2 separate regions of the Mus musculus genome follow, and region 1 is linked to region 2. The links are chromatin contacts, called in public HiChIP or PLAC-seq maps. All regions are on one chromosome and are shown on one strand. The core of a region is the stretch at or near the end of the contact, and the rest is flanking DNA. Distances in the headings are between cores, read along the strand shown.

Region 1 (3,588 bases), core at 408-2,907, 210 kb after region 2:
AATTATGAAGATTCAGGCTGTTGCCAGGCTGCCCCTGAAAAAGCTGTGAGAGTATAGGCCTGAAAAATGGGGGCCCCAGAGAATGAGCAGACTGAGAAAAGGGTTGTGTATCCCTCAAAGAAGAGATAAGGAATATAGGCAAGAGGGTAGTGATGTGTTTTTCCTTCAATCAGTAATAATTTTAATAGGAATAAAATGGCTAGTGTAAAATGTAGAGCATCCTATAAGCCAGGCATAGGCTAAACATTTGTGCATGTTGTCTGATACCTCACTGTAACCCAGGGATGGAGCTAAATACCACCCTGGGAGGAGAGAGCACTGGGCTCTAAAGGCAACTGAGTTAGGTTGTATGAGTTAAAAAGCTGGATTCTGAACCAAAGGACTATGACTCCCACACCTACTCTGTATACACGTGCGCACTAGCGCGCGCGCACACGCACTCGCACACGCGCACGCACACGCACGCGCGCACACACACACACACACACACACACACACACACACACACACACACACACACACACACACGGCATGCACTGCACTCACAAGACCAGCAGCCCAGTCCCAGGTAGGCAATCTGGGAAATTATGTGCCTGCCCAGGAAGAGCAGAAGGGCTCCCCACTGTGGGCTGAGCAGAGGAGAGCTGAGAACTTTGCGTGCGGGGCAGGGAATGCTGGGAACCTCTGGGCATAGGCAGGAAGAAGGGATGAAGGGCTGGGTGGACCGTATGATGATTTCATGAGCCAGGAGGACATGTGGCAATAAACCTCAAAGAGAGGGTCAGGATGGAAGGTCTCCTGGGTCATAGACAAACGGATCTAGAAGGCAACTGGACATTTAGCTCACTGCCATGAGGAGAATTGACAACACATCGAAGGCACAGGAGTGGCTGAACTGAGAATGTAAAAGACAGAGAGAAGAATGAGATGGACAGAACCCCCCAAAAGCCCCTGGTGTCCAGGATTATTATAAGAAAGTAATCCATTTTCTTATCTGTCATGAGTGCATCTATCTTCCTTTAAGGACCACTTGGGAGAGAGCTTCTTTTGCATGTGAGTCGCTTTATCATTAGGGTCACTTCTGGGGGAAAAAAACATAGAACAAAATAGAACAAAACCCTTCATTTTCTAACATGAAGTTTTTCATTATTTCTTGGCGACAGGTTTGAGATGAAGAAAAGTAAGCTAGTTACAGGATGCATACACATAGCAATAGTGTGTGTGCTTAAATGCATTTAAGTAACTAAAAATTGTTCTGATAGTTTATCAGTTATTGCCACAGACTTCCTGATTCCTCTGAACTCATGTCGCCACGGTCAGCCATCCCTCCTGGACACATCATCACTGGCTTGGATAGAAGTGCTGGATGCTCCCAGATCCCAGGACATGCCGTTTTCTAGCCTTATTTATCTTCTCATTCTTCACCCCTCAGCCTAAAAATATGACTGCCATGTACCCCTCCTGCCTGCTGTCCCCTAAGCTGTCTCCTTGTTCTCTCTTTTTTTAAGGAAAGGTTCCTAATTAACCTGTAGCAGAAAGAATGGGGGCGCGCGGGGGAGGGGGTTGTTTGGTCCGCCCTTCCTGGCTGTTGCCACCTTGCAGGTTATGACACAGTGACAGAGGGAGGTCTGAGGAAGGAGGCAACCAGGAGGGGCTTATTCTTTTGGAGCTCCGGGAGCCTCTTGATACAGACAGCGTTTCCTACTTTCCCTGCGGCTCTTTTGTGTGACTTTGAGAGGGGCTCCCTAGTGACTGATTCCTCTCTGTGCGCTCGCCTCAGCAAGCAGCCAGGCTCTGGGAGGGAAGACCCAACCAAGCTCAGCAGTAGCAGAAGCAGCCAGCACAGACTTCAACCGTGCTGGAACCGGCATGCGGTTTTTGAAGTCAGCAGAAACAGAAATCAAATTACTATCATCTTATGCTGCTAGAAGCTCAAAGAGAGGGGATTCCACACTGGCCTAGTCACCATGCGACAGGCAAGTCACAGGATAGCGGACCCTGGCGACAATGAATGTAAGTTCCTCGGCTGCTGTCCTTTACTGCTGTGGGATTTTCTTTCTGCTTAAAGTCACGCTTGGCTAGAATGCCGTCATTGCCGCGAGAATTTCTGATGTGGAAAGTTCTCTGCTGCGCTTCGGGATGCGTTTTCCTTTCGTTAACTGAGCCAGAGATACAAGCTGAAATTCCTGACCATCGCTGCGGCGATTCTGCCTGAGACTAAAAAGGGTTAACCCTTATGATGGCATTAACATTGCGTGGATTTTTAATTGACTTCCTTAATTAATATAGAGGGCACACAGCCCTCCCTCCTCGTTTTGGATCTCATGCTGTTTTAACTTTGTGATGGCTGAACTCTTGAAAGCAGCATATCCAACCCGAGAATTGGCTGAAAGATTCTCACCGGATACAAAACTTTTCTTCCTTAACCAGGAACACGTTTGTGTCTCCAAATGCTCCACACTGCTTTTTTTGCCTTTGCTTCCGTGAGAACTTACAGCTCCGCCGTGGACTCTCCCTAGCACTGTGAAGCGAGGCATAATCAAGAGCCATCACACTTCTGTAACTCTTACTATGGAAGAGGAGAAAGCAGCCAGAGGAGCCACACAGGTCTCCGCTTCAGCATGCCCTAGCTCCAGGACGTAAAGATGAATGGTGAGCCCCGGCTATGACTCGCTAGTCTCTCCACACTTCATCTGCTACAACTTCCGGCTTAGACATGGAAATTCTCTGTGAAGACAATATCTCCCTGAGCTCAATTCCAAACTCCTTAATGCAATTAGGTGACGACTCGAGGCTCTACCCTAATGACTTCAACTCCAGGGATGCTAACACTTCCGAAGCCTCGAACTGGACAATTGATGCTGAAAACAGAACCAACCTCTCCTGCGAAGGGTACCTCCCACCGACATGCCTCTCCATTCTTCATCTCCAGGAAAAAAACTGGTCTGCTTTATTGACAACTGTCGTGATTATTCTCACCATTGCGGGAAACATACTGGTCATCATGGCAGTGTCCCTAGAGAAAAAGCTGCAGAATGCCACCAACTATTTCCTGATGTCACTTGCCATAGCTGATATGCTGCTGGGTTTCCTTGTCATGCCCGTGTCCATGTTAACCATCCTGTATGGTGAGTGGTGTTAGCATGTCAGCTGTCCTCACCATAGTCCCAAAGAGCTTGTGCATGCTGTTAGTGGAGGGACTGGGGCTCCAGGAGAGAAATAGACAGGAAACTTTGTTTTAGTCTTAAAATTTTATTTTTCTTGAGAGAAAAAAAAAAGTCAGACAGCCTAGTACCTGGTCATTGGTGAGTTGTGTGTCTTAGAATGGATACATCTTTGTAGAGAAATTATTACCTGTATTCCAATACTCTGTGAGCATAATTTAGCTGTCATTCTGTGCCCATGCGATTTTTTTCCTGCTTTTATTTGCCAGCCTCGGGACAGAACAGTTTTCTGTTTCTCACCGGGTTCTCAGCACTTCTAATGGAGTGGTAAAACCTTCCCAATTACCTTGGAACATTTGCAGAGAGAGCATTAGTGCTGGAGGAGTGGGTTTAATGTTAAAATATTCAGAGTCTCCATTAGAAT
Region 2 (3,753 bases), core at 223-2,722:
CCCAGCCTCTACCAATACCCAGGTCAATCTGCTGGAAGCGAAATGAGCTGCTAGGACAGCTTTTAGTTCACTTTGTTAGAACTATTCAAGTTAATGGCTCAGAGAGACAAAATAGATATGGCTTTGACAAACACCAGAGGTTCTCCAGGATAACAGCGATTTGCTTGTTACTATTTAGGCATTTGTGTGTGAATCCAGAGGTAGACACCAGGCTTCCTTTACTGCTCTTCGCCTTAGTGCTTTGTTTGCTTGCTTGCTTGCTTGTGTGTGTTTTATGAGGTTTTTGGTTTCTTGTTTGTTTGTTTTGTTTTGTTGAGACAGGGCCTCTCACTGATCTTTGATTTCACTCTTTTCAGCTAGACTAACTGGCCAGTGAGATTCCAAGATTCACCTGTCTCCATCCCTGATCCTTGCACTGAGGTTATAGGTACAATGTGAACACATCTTACCTTTTCATAAGTTCTGGGAAATTTAAACTCAGGTCTTCATGCTTAAAGAAATGTTTCACACACTGAGCCATCTCTCCAGCCCTTAGGTGGGCCTAATACTATTATGCTACTAAGGAATGGCAAAGAAATAGCGAAGGAAAGAGGAGAAATCCTTCACGAGGTTGCTGATCGTTTAAGTTGTCAGATGCCAAAGAAATCTGTGAAGAATGAGTATTGTCCAGATTCCTTAAACACGGAAAAAATAAATAAATAAGTCTGAGTGTTTTGACAAAAAGTTGGAAGTTGAGAGCACAAATACAGAGGAGAGGCAGTTTAATGGTGCCTACTCTAGGGAGCTGACTGACTAGGGAAGGAAGACAAGCATGGGTGCTAATGCATGATCGCACGCATGTGGAGCCATTGTAGAATCAAAGCACTGCCAAGGAACTCTAGGGAACTTGCTTTGTTAGGGGATTTAAAATCCTTGCTTCACAGGCTTATAAACAATACCTTTTGGATATTTTTTTCTTCCCAAAGGCATATCAACAGCTATTAATGATGTACTTTCTATTGAATATTACTATTTCAATTTAACTGCTACTACTCTTTATATACTAGAAAGAAAATCCTCTAAGAGACGATTTAATATTTATAACATGTTGGCACTCAGGGATACTACTCAGTTTCCTCTTTTATGCCATGCTAAGAAATTTTAAGAAAGTGACTCAACTCATTCACACACACTGCTATCTTTGGTGATGCGTTATCTGGCATGCCTGTTGTGTGCGTATCACATAGTAATTGTACTTAATGTTTGTTTCCTCTCTGCCATCACACAAATTGTGCTGGTGATGACCAAACTTTGCAAAAAATAGTGATGCCCATGCTGTGTCTAATATGTGGCAGTTTAAGCTTTTATTCTCCGTCACAGGAAAATACAAAGTCTCTAAATAGAAGATTAAAAGATTCCTTTCTGGAGAGCACCAGCAGCAGTTCCCCAATAGCTTCTAATAATACCGAGTGGGAAAGAACAGTACACTGAATCATAGCCTTGCACTGTTACATAATGACTTAAGGTCAGTTATGTAAGGAGACAGACTAATAAGCAGAAGTACACTTGGGCTACATTTGTGCAAGGACCCGACATGCACAGGACAGAAATGACAGCCAGCTGGCAGTGGTCACATTCATGCTCTGATTTTACCCACAGGCTCCCCAGCTTGCTCTCTGCAGTGAGCTCTTCTAACTAACTTATGCCTTACTGTTACAGGGGACATGAAAGGGTAAGTTAATTTCTAGTAATTAAAAGTAATCACATCAATTTATTAAAGTATTTTCCATAAAAAAAACACTAGGTCTTAAGGCGTCTGAACACTTGACTTATTTTTGCTTTTACATTCATGTATTTTTAAATTAAGATACAATTATATAATTTCCCCATTGTCTCCCTACACCTTTCATGTTGCCCCCATCTCCTTGGAAATTGATGGCTTTTTTTCTGTTATTATTAATATATTATAATATACTGGTGCATATTATATATGCATAAATATACAAATACAATCTGCTGCTTTGGGTTTTATATGTCTATGGCTTCATATGGCTTCGGGGTTGATCACTTAGCATTGGACAACTAATAAAAGGGTGGTTTGGTTTTTTTGTATGTGCATGGCTGTTTTGTCTACATGTATGTCTGTATACTACTTGGGTGCCTGGTGCCTGCAGGGGCCAGAAGAGGGCACTGGATCCTCTGGAAATGGTGCTACAGATGGGTATGAACCACCATGTGGGTACTGGGAATCAAATCCAGGTCCACAGGAGCAGCAGCCAGCACTCTTAGCCACTAGGATGTCCCCCAACCCCCAAACTTGTCTTGAATCCAGGAAATAGAAACCCCAGGTGTGCAGAGTCCACCTTGGCCATCTTATCTCTCTGATATTTTGTTAAGTAGAGCAAAATCAATCATTTTTACTTTGGAATTATCTAGTATGGACTTGAGTCTTAGTCTATGCTTAATATATTTTTAATTTTGGATCAGACACTTAACTTTTTCCAAGCCTCAGTTTCTCTGTTATAGAATAGGAATCATTTTCTTTACCTATAGGAAAGGGTACCAAGAAGGCAAAAGGGATAGGGAAATGGCTATGTGGCAAAGTGCTGTTGTGTAAACTTGAGTACCAGGGTTTGGATTGCTAGCGTCCACATAAATTGTGAGCATATGTGGCAGCTCACCACTTAGGAAGAAGAGGTGGAATTACTAAAGCAACCTGGCTAGCTTGACTACCTGAATTAGATAGAGACTTCTGGGTTCAAGCCAAAGAGTGTGATTTAGTACATAATGGGGAGATTGATGAAGAAAGACATCCAAGACTAGACTACCTATGGCCTCTGCATGTGGACACACATATGTCTGCTCACATCTCCCTATACATGCAACCCCACAATACTCATTCACATTCTAGAAAATTGCAACATGTGATTATATATGTCCAGGTGCTTCATAAGCTGAAGAGTTCTATACAAACATATGATGCTATAGTGCTAAAGTTTCCTCCTAAGGAAAATATGAAGAATGACTTCCAGGGGAACAGGGTTAGGATGGTCAACTATTTTTTTGATAAAAGTTTTTGAAAGGAAGGGAAAGGAAGAGAAGGGGAGGGGAGGGGAGGGGAGGGGAGAGGAAAGGAGAGAGGGGAGGGGAGGAGAGGAGAGGAGAGAGGAGAGGAGAGGAGAGGAGAGGAGAGGAGAGGAAAGGAAAAGAAAGGAAAAGAAAGGAAAGGAAAAACAGTCACCAAACTTGATTTGTTTTTCCTAATGCCCAAATAGAATAACATTGGTACCTCTGTTATAATGGGCAAAAAATATACTATTAAAGAACAAAAACAAAATATAAATACATCACAGAATACTTGCATTTTACCACCACCACCAAATGAGATTCAAATATATGATTTGTTCAGGTTGAAGGTTGGCACACACTTGAATAAATCTTGACTGCAAAGCACAAGCAAGAAAGAAGGATAAAAGACACTTTTGCTTGATAAAAACTTAAAGTAGAAAAAATTATTGTACAATGTCCAATATTTCTCAAAAATAATCCAAGGGGTGATGAGAGTAGGGGGAAGGTTGGTGACATTGGCCATGAGGTAAGAGCTGACATGGTGTGTTCATGTCTAGTTATACTCTCTTCTCTAGTTTTGTCTTAGAAAATATCCACAGTATGTACTCACCTAGAAAATACTCATAGATAGCAACACAGACAGCTGCATCTGATAGCAATCCTGATCAACATGAGAGAATGATCTAACATGTTTAAATGGCTCCT

Evidence for each region. HiChIP or PLAC-seq counts read pairs in DNA pulled down with a chosen protein or histone mark.
Region 1: a contact with region 2 is called in an H3K4me3 HiChIP or PLAC-seq map of bone marrow-derived macrophages, with 3 times the contacts expected there. The contact joins the promoter of Htr2a here to the enhancer-like site in region 2. A contact is called at or near these places in 7 of 39 promoter capture datasets (the 3T3-L1 cell line, HPC-7-derived erythroid cells, embryonic stem cells and 3 more), 2 of 484 Hi-C or Micro-C datasets (cerebral cortex and embryonic fibroblasts), 3 of 115 datasets of contacts at active chromatin or transcription factors (bone marrow-derived macrophages, fibro-adipogenic progenitors and neural progenitor cells) and 2 of 9 other capture datasets (bone marrow-derived macrophages and macrophages).

What each region holds. Positions count from the first base shown.
Region 1 is chr14:74,639,217-74,642,804 of GRCm38.p6, forward strand. It overlaps Htr2a (5-hydroxytryptamine (serotonin) receptor 2A), which reads left to right and starts at 1,658. Exons shown (of 3, transcript NM_172812.3): 1 at 1,658-3,128. The coding sequence starts at 2,717. Gm41210 (a long non-coding RNA gene) reads right to left here and starts at 1,630. Exons shown (of 3, transcript XR_874820.3): 1 at 1-1,630.
Region 2 is chr14:74,426,894-74,430,646 of GRCm38.p6, forward strand. No RefSeq gene overlaps it. Among named protein-coding and RNA genes, the nearest start is that of 4933402J15Rik, 73 kb to the left of the region's middle. Within about 2 kb of position 1,473, at least 24 of the 459 cell types and tissues checked have an H3K27ac peak or open chromatin away from gene starts, as enhancers often do. A contact at or near this core is called in bone marrow-derived macrophages, where this site is marked.